Linked DNA regions of Sus scrofa: region 1 is linked to region 2. Evidence: chromatin contacts called from public promoter capture Hi-C data. All regions are on one chromosome and are shown on one strand. Each heading gives the region's core, a stretch centred on a gene start, on an enhancer-like site or on the middle of the called end of the contact. The rest is flanking DNA. Distances are from core to core; before and after follow the strand shown. Region 1 holds the start of RINL (ras and Rab interactor-like protein). Region 2 holds the start of ECH1 (enoyl-CoA hydratase 1).

What was found. Promoter capture Hi-C pulls out the DNA fragments that hold promoters and counts their contacts.
Region 1: a contact with region 2 is called in a promoter capture Hi-C map of skeletal muscle, with 4 times the contacts expected there. The contact joins the promoter of RINL here to the promoter of ECH1 in region 2. A contact is called at or near these places in 1 of 5 promoter capture datasets (skeletal muscle), 6 of 47 Hi-C or Micro-C datasets (blood, liver, omental adipose tissue and 1 more) and 2 of 2 datasets of contacts at active chromatin or transcription factors (alveolar macrophages and skeletal muscle).

What each region holds. Positions count from the first base shown.
Region 1 is chr6:47,680,886-47,683,585 of Sscrofa11.1, reverse strand. It overlaps RINL (ras and Rab interactor-like protein), which reads left to right and starts at 1,303. Exons shown (of 13, transcript XM_021094350.1): 1 at 1,303-1,508. It overlaps SIRT2 (sirtuin 2), which reads left to right. Exons shown (of 17, transcript NM_001114271.1): 15 at 61-131; 16 at 272-338; 17 at 459-1,159. The coding sequence ends at 614.
Region 2 is chr6:47,637,563-47,640,312 of Sscrofa11.1, reverse strand. ECH1 (enoyl-CoA hydratase 1) reads left to right here and starts at 1,352. Exons shown (of 10, transcript NM_001044607.2): 1 at 1,352-1,398; 2 at 2,094-2,295; 3 at 2,429-2,517. The coding sequence starts at 1,359.

The sequences.
Region 1 (2,700 bases), core at 54-2,553, 43 kb before region 2:
GCCACCTGGCTCCAGGGTCTGTGCTCTGAGCTCCCCCCCCACTCCACACCTCCCCCACAGACTGACCCGTTCCTCGGGATGATGATGGGCCTCGGAGGAGGCATGGACTTCGATTCAAAAAAGGCGTACAGGTGAGAGGCGGAGCCTGCAGGGACAGGGCCAAGGTGGGAGGAGGCCAGGAAGGCACACACTCAACAAGGCAGAGCCGCCAGCTGCCCGCCAGTGGGGTCCTGGAACGAGCCTGGGAGCTCTGACTCTCACCCGCCCGCAGGGACGTGGCCTGGCTGGGTGACTGCGACCAGGGCTGCTTGGCCCTCGCTGATCTCCTCGGATGGAAGGTGAGGGGCCTGGGCCATCCCAGCCCACCCTGAGCCCAGTCCCTGGACCCCTGCCCCACAGGTCCTCTGACCCTATGAGGCATGGTGACCTCTGACTTCTGTGAACTTTGCCCTCTGCAGAAGGAGCTGGAGGACCTTGTCCGGAAAGAGCATGCCAGCATAGATGCCCAGTCGGGATCGGGCACCCCCAATCCCACCACTTCAGCTTCCCCCAGGAAGTCTCCGCCTCCTGCCAAGGCAGAGGCCAGGACCTCGGAGGGAGAGAAACCCCAGTGACAGCTGCGTCTCCCAGGCAGGACGCCCAGCTTTGGGACAGCTGAGTCCCAACCAGCCCTGGCCTCCTCTAACTTACAGCTCTTTTCTGGGGAGCTCAGAACGTTTCCGCAATCTTTTAACTACTCCCTCCTAAACCTGGGGTCCCGGCAGCCCCGACCCCAGCAAATCTCTAACATTCTTTGGGGCCGAGGCTTGGGCAGCCCGCCTCTAACAGCCCACAGCCTCTAACCACCCCCGGGACTGAGGATCAGCCTCCCTAATCTCTAACTGCTCAGGGGGCCGGGTGTACCTCCAAACCTCTAACTGTCCCAGGCCAAGGGTCCCCAGGGCCCCCACGCCCTCTACTGTCCCCAGGAGCCTGTGGCCAAGTAGCTGAAACCTAACCTACCCGTGGGTGGGGGGATCTGAGCCTCAAGGTCTCCCAAGTCTCTTCCTCCAGCTCCCCAAGTGGGTGCTGGACCCCCTCACTCGGGACCCACTTCCCATGCCAAGGAGGGCAGATGGTGTCACTTATTAGAGATGAATTAAAAACAAAGAACAACTAATAATCGGCTGTCCGGCCTCGCTGTTCTTTTCTGTGGGCCACGGGGAAGCTGCCAGAGGAAGGGGTTAGATCTCGGGCCCTAAGAAAACCGTAGCATCCACAGGCTCTTACGAGAAACAGCGTGAAGGCTGTCGAGAGGGGACTCTTGTGGCCACAGGAGCCTCACGGCTCTTACCCCTGGACCCCAGACTGCCTAGGGTCCTTCCTCCAAAGCCCAGTCATCTGAGGCCTGAGCCCCCGGAAAGAGGGAGGTACCCCCAGCCCCGCCTCTTCCCCCTGCCTGCTCTGCTTCCTCTCTCTGTGAGAACACTTTCACTTCCTGCTCCTCCAGGCCTCCCCTCCGAGAACAGGTAGGGGCCCCCAGGGACCAAGCAGCTGGCATCATCACCCCTCGCTGCCTCCCTTTGGTATCAGGCAGCTGCCCCCTCTGGCCCTGCCCAGCACCATCCGTCCCCTCCACCTCTACGGGACCCAGGCCAGCATCTGCCTCCCTCCCCCGACCTCTCCTGCCTGCTCTCCCCTGGGCAGGGCACCTGCTCTCTGTCTCCCACTTCCCAACACCCTAGGTTTCTGGTCAGGGGGCAGAGGGATTTGTTTAACTGTTTGTTATCCATCCCCTGTGCCCACCCCAAGAAGAGCACAAGCCCTGGGAGCAGGGGCCTAGTCTGCTGTCATCCTTTCCCCAGGCACCGAATTCTGGGCCTGTACTCAGTAAATACTTGTTGGGTGGATGGACGAATGGGTGGGTGAATGGATGGATGTATGGATGGGTAGATGGGTGGATGGGTTGGTGGATGGATGAGTGGGTGGGTGGGTGGATGGGTGGGTGGAGGGATGGGTGGAGGGATAGGTGGGTGGATGGATGGGTGGGTGGATGGAGGGATGGATGGATGGATGGATGTGTGGATGAGTGGATGGATGGATGGATGGGTGGATGGATGGGTGGATGGGTGGATGGGTGGATGGATGGGTGGGTGGATGGAGGGATGGATGGATGGATGGATGGATGAACGGGTGGATGGGTGGGTGGGTGGAGGGATGGATGGATGGATGGATGGATGGATGGATGGGTGGGTGGATGGATGGATGGGTGGGTGGGTGAGTGGATGAATGGATGGGTGGGTGAATGGGTGGATGGATGTATGTAAGGATGAACAGACAGATGGACAAATGGGTGGACTTAGACCCCCTACTCCTGAGACTGCTGCAGGGATAGTTTTTTTAATGGCTACCTTAACTGATAACCCGCTGTAGGACTCTACCTGGTTAAGAGTTGGGGTCTGATGGATAGATGGATAGAGGGCCAGGTGTGTGGTAAAGCAAAAAGAATAAAATGTTAATAGTTGAATCTAGGTAGTGGGTATATGGATGTTCCCTGAAAAAAAATTCCATTTTTCTGAATGTTTGAAATTTTTCATAAAATGTTGGGAGGAGTTCCCATCGTGGCGCAGTGGTTAACGAATCCGACTAGGAACCATGAGGTTGCAGGTTCGATCCCTGCCCTTGCTCAGTGGGTTAACGATCCGGCGTTGCCGTGAGCTG
Region 2 (2,750 bases), core at 103-2,602:
TGGTTCCTTGTCGGATTCGTTTCTGCTGCACCACAACGGAAACTCCCCAAAGTGATTTTAAAAGACCTTATATTTAGGAGTTCCAGGCTTGACGCAGTGGAAACAAGTCTGGCTAGGAACTATGAGGTTGCGAGTTCGGTCCCTGGCCTCACTCAGTGGATTAAGGATCCTGCATTGCCATGAGCTGTGGTATAGGTCGCAGAAGTGGCTTGGGGGGTTCCCGTTGTGGCTCAGTGGTTATCGAATCTGACTAGGAACCATGAGGTTGCGGGTTCCATCCCTGGCCTTGCTCAGTGGGTTAAGGGTCCAGTGTCGCCTTGAGCTGTGGTATAGGTTGCAGACGTGGCTTGGATCCCGCGTTGCTGTGGCTCTGGTGTAGGCCGGTGGCTACAGCTCAGACTAGGCCCCTAGCCTGGGAACCTCCACATGCTGTGGGAGTGGTCCTCAAAAGGCAAAAAGAAAAAAAAAAAAAGTGGCTTGGATCCAGCATTGCTGTGGCTGTAGTGTAGGCCAGCAGCTGTAGCTCCAATTCAACCCCTAGCCTGGGAACCTCCACATGCTGCAGGTGTGGCCCTAAAAGCAGTACCCCCCCAAAAAACCCTTATATTTATTAAGAACACGTACTTAATGGACTTCCCATGTGGCTTGCAGGATAACTACTTAGTGTTGCTTCTACAGTGGCTGTGGCTCGACCCCTGGCTCAGGAACTTACATTAAAAAAAAAAAAAAAAAAGAACATGTACTTACGAGCCACATAAATAGCCTCTTCAGCCCTCTTGAATCCCAGGGACCTTAATCTAGTGTCGTCTCCAGATCCAGGTTTCCGCTGTGTTCAAGGTAAAATAGTACAACCCCTACCCACCCCACCCCCGCCCCCGGCCCGCCCAGTGGTGTGGGAATTCGAATTATATAGTCAGCACTTAATGTTGGTCTATACTTTTACTGGATAATCTCAGTAGGAAATTTTTCTTTTTAGTTAATATGGTACAAGTGCATGGTTACAAACTGGCAGGGCTCCGATTATTCTGCCATTACGGACTTGGACACTCATCTCTCTCCAATTCGTTCACCATTACGAAAGAGCTGTGGTGGCCCCTGCACAGAATGTTCGGGGACAGTGAATTATCGCCTCAGGCCAGATTCCTATTGTGCCAAAGGTTCCCAGGGCGAGCCAAAGGCCGGCAAATTTAGAAGGCGATTTCCGGTTGCCCTTAGTAAAGATGGCGGGAATAGGGGTGTCACCGCTGTTTGGATGCGGCTTCGATGCCCTCGCTCAACATGGCGGCCCTTGTGCCCGCCCCCTTAACTTCCTCTCGTCGGGCTATTCCGGCGTTTCAGTCGCAATGACGGCAGTGGCAATGGCGTTTTTTCACAGAGTGCGCAGCTTGCTGACTCGGCGTGAGTCATCTCTTGACTTCTGGGGGTCTATTGAGCTGTCGTCCTGTCATGGCGACTGTAGAACGGAGAGGCCTGTCTGGGGTCAAGCAAGGTCCTCACGCCTTATTAAACTCAGGGGTCCATGTGCTCCTATGCAAAGGGCCCGTGTCCTACCGTGGGGTAGCTGTCAGCTCAGTGTCTCCAATCTAGTGTCAGTACCACCTTCGCGGGTTTGAAGTGGCCCTCAGACCGAGGCCACTGGTGAGTGCACCCTAATCTTAAAAGCCTGTGTCTTCCTGAACCAAGGCCTCTTAACAGGCCTGCGTTCCCCAATCTAATGTCACTGAGATGGATGTGTGCCCTCTGCTTTTGAAGGTGCTCTTCTCCCAATTTGGGGTCATAAAATGCTCTTCCTGGGAGTTCCCGTCCTGGCTCAGTGGTTAACAAATCTGACTAGGAACCATGAGGTTGCGGGTTCGATCCCTGCCCTTGCTCAGTGGGTTAACGATCCAGCATTGCTGTGAGCTGTGGTGTAGGTCGCAGACGCGGCTCAGATCCCGCCGCGTTGCTGTGGCTCTGGTGTAGGCCGGTGGCTACCGCTTTGATTCCACCCCTAGCCTAGGAACCTCCATATGCCGCGGGAGCCGCCCTAGAAATGGCAAAAAGACAAAAAAAAAAAAAAAAAAAAAAAAAATGCTCTTCCTTTGTCTCTCCAGGATTGACAGCCCCCACCAACCTCAGCCTTAGTCTTCACCCCATGAGCTCCTTTACACAAGAGGAGGCTTCCAAAGCTGCTCCCAGCGAAGCTCCAGGTCACAACTATGAGTCCCTTCAGGTGACAGCTGTCCAGAAACATGTGCTTCATGTGCAGCTAAACCGGCCAGAGAAGAGAAATGCCATGAACAGAGCCTTCTGGAGGTCTGGTCTGCAGGTCCTGAGAGGCCTGTCTGCAGGAGGAGGCAGGGGCTAAGGGACTGGGCAGGGGAGGACCTGAGAGCAGGGAACTCCCCCCGCCCCCCCAGACAGCCCTTGCCTCCTTCCCTTTCCGCAGAGAGATGGTGGTGTGCTTCAACAAGATCGCACAGGACCCTGACTGTCGTGCGGTGGTGATCTCTGGTGCAGGAAAAATGTTCACTTCAGGTACCACGTGCTCTCCATACCCACCCCTGCCACCCTCCCCTGCTCCTGGAGAGAGATCAAGGCTTCTTAATTAGGGTTTCAAGCAGCTTCTAACTTCAACTTTCAACATTTTCAAATACAGAAATTGACAGGTTCATGGGCTCTTAAATCTGGGTTTTCATTCTTTTTTTTTTTGAAGTATAGTTTATTTATTTATTATTATTATTATTTTTTTTTTTTTTGTCTTTTTGCTA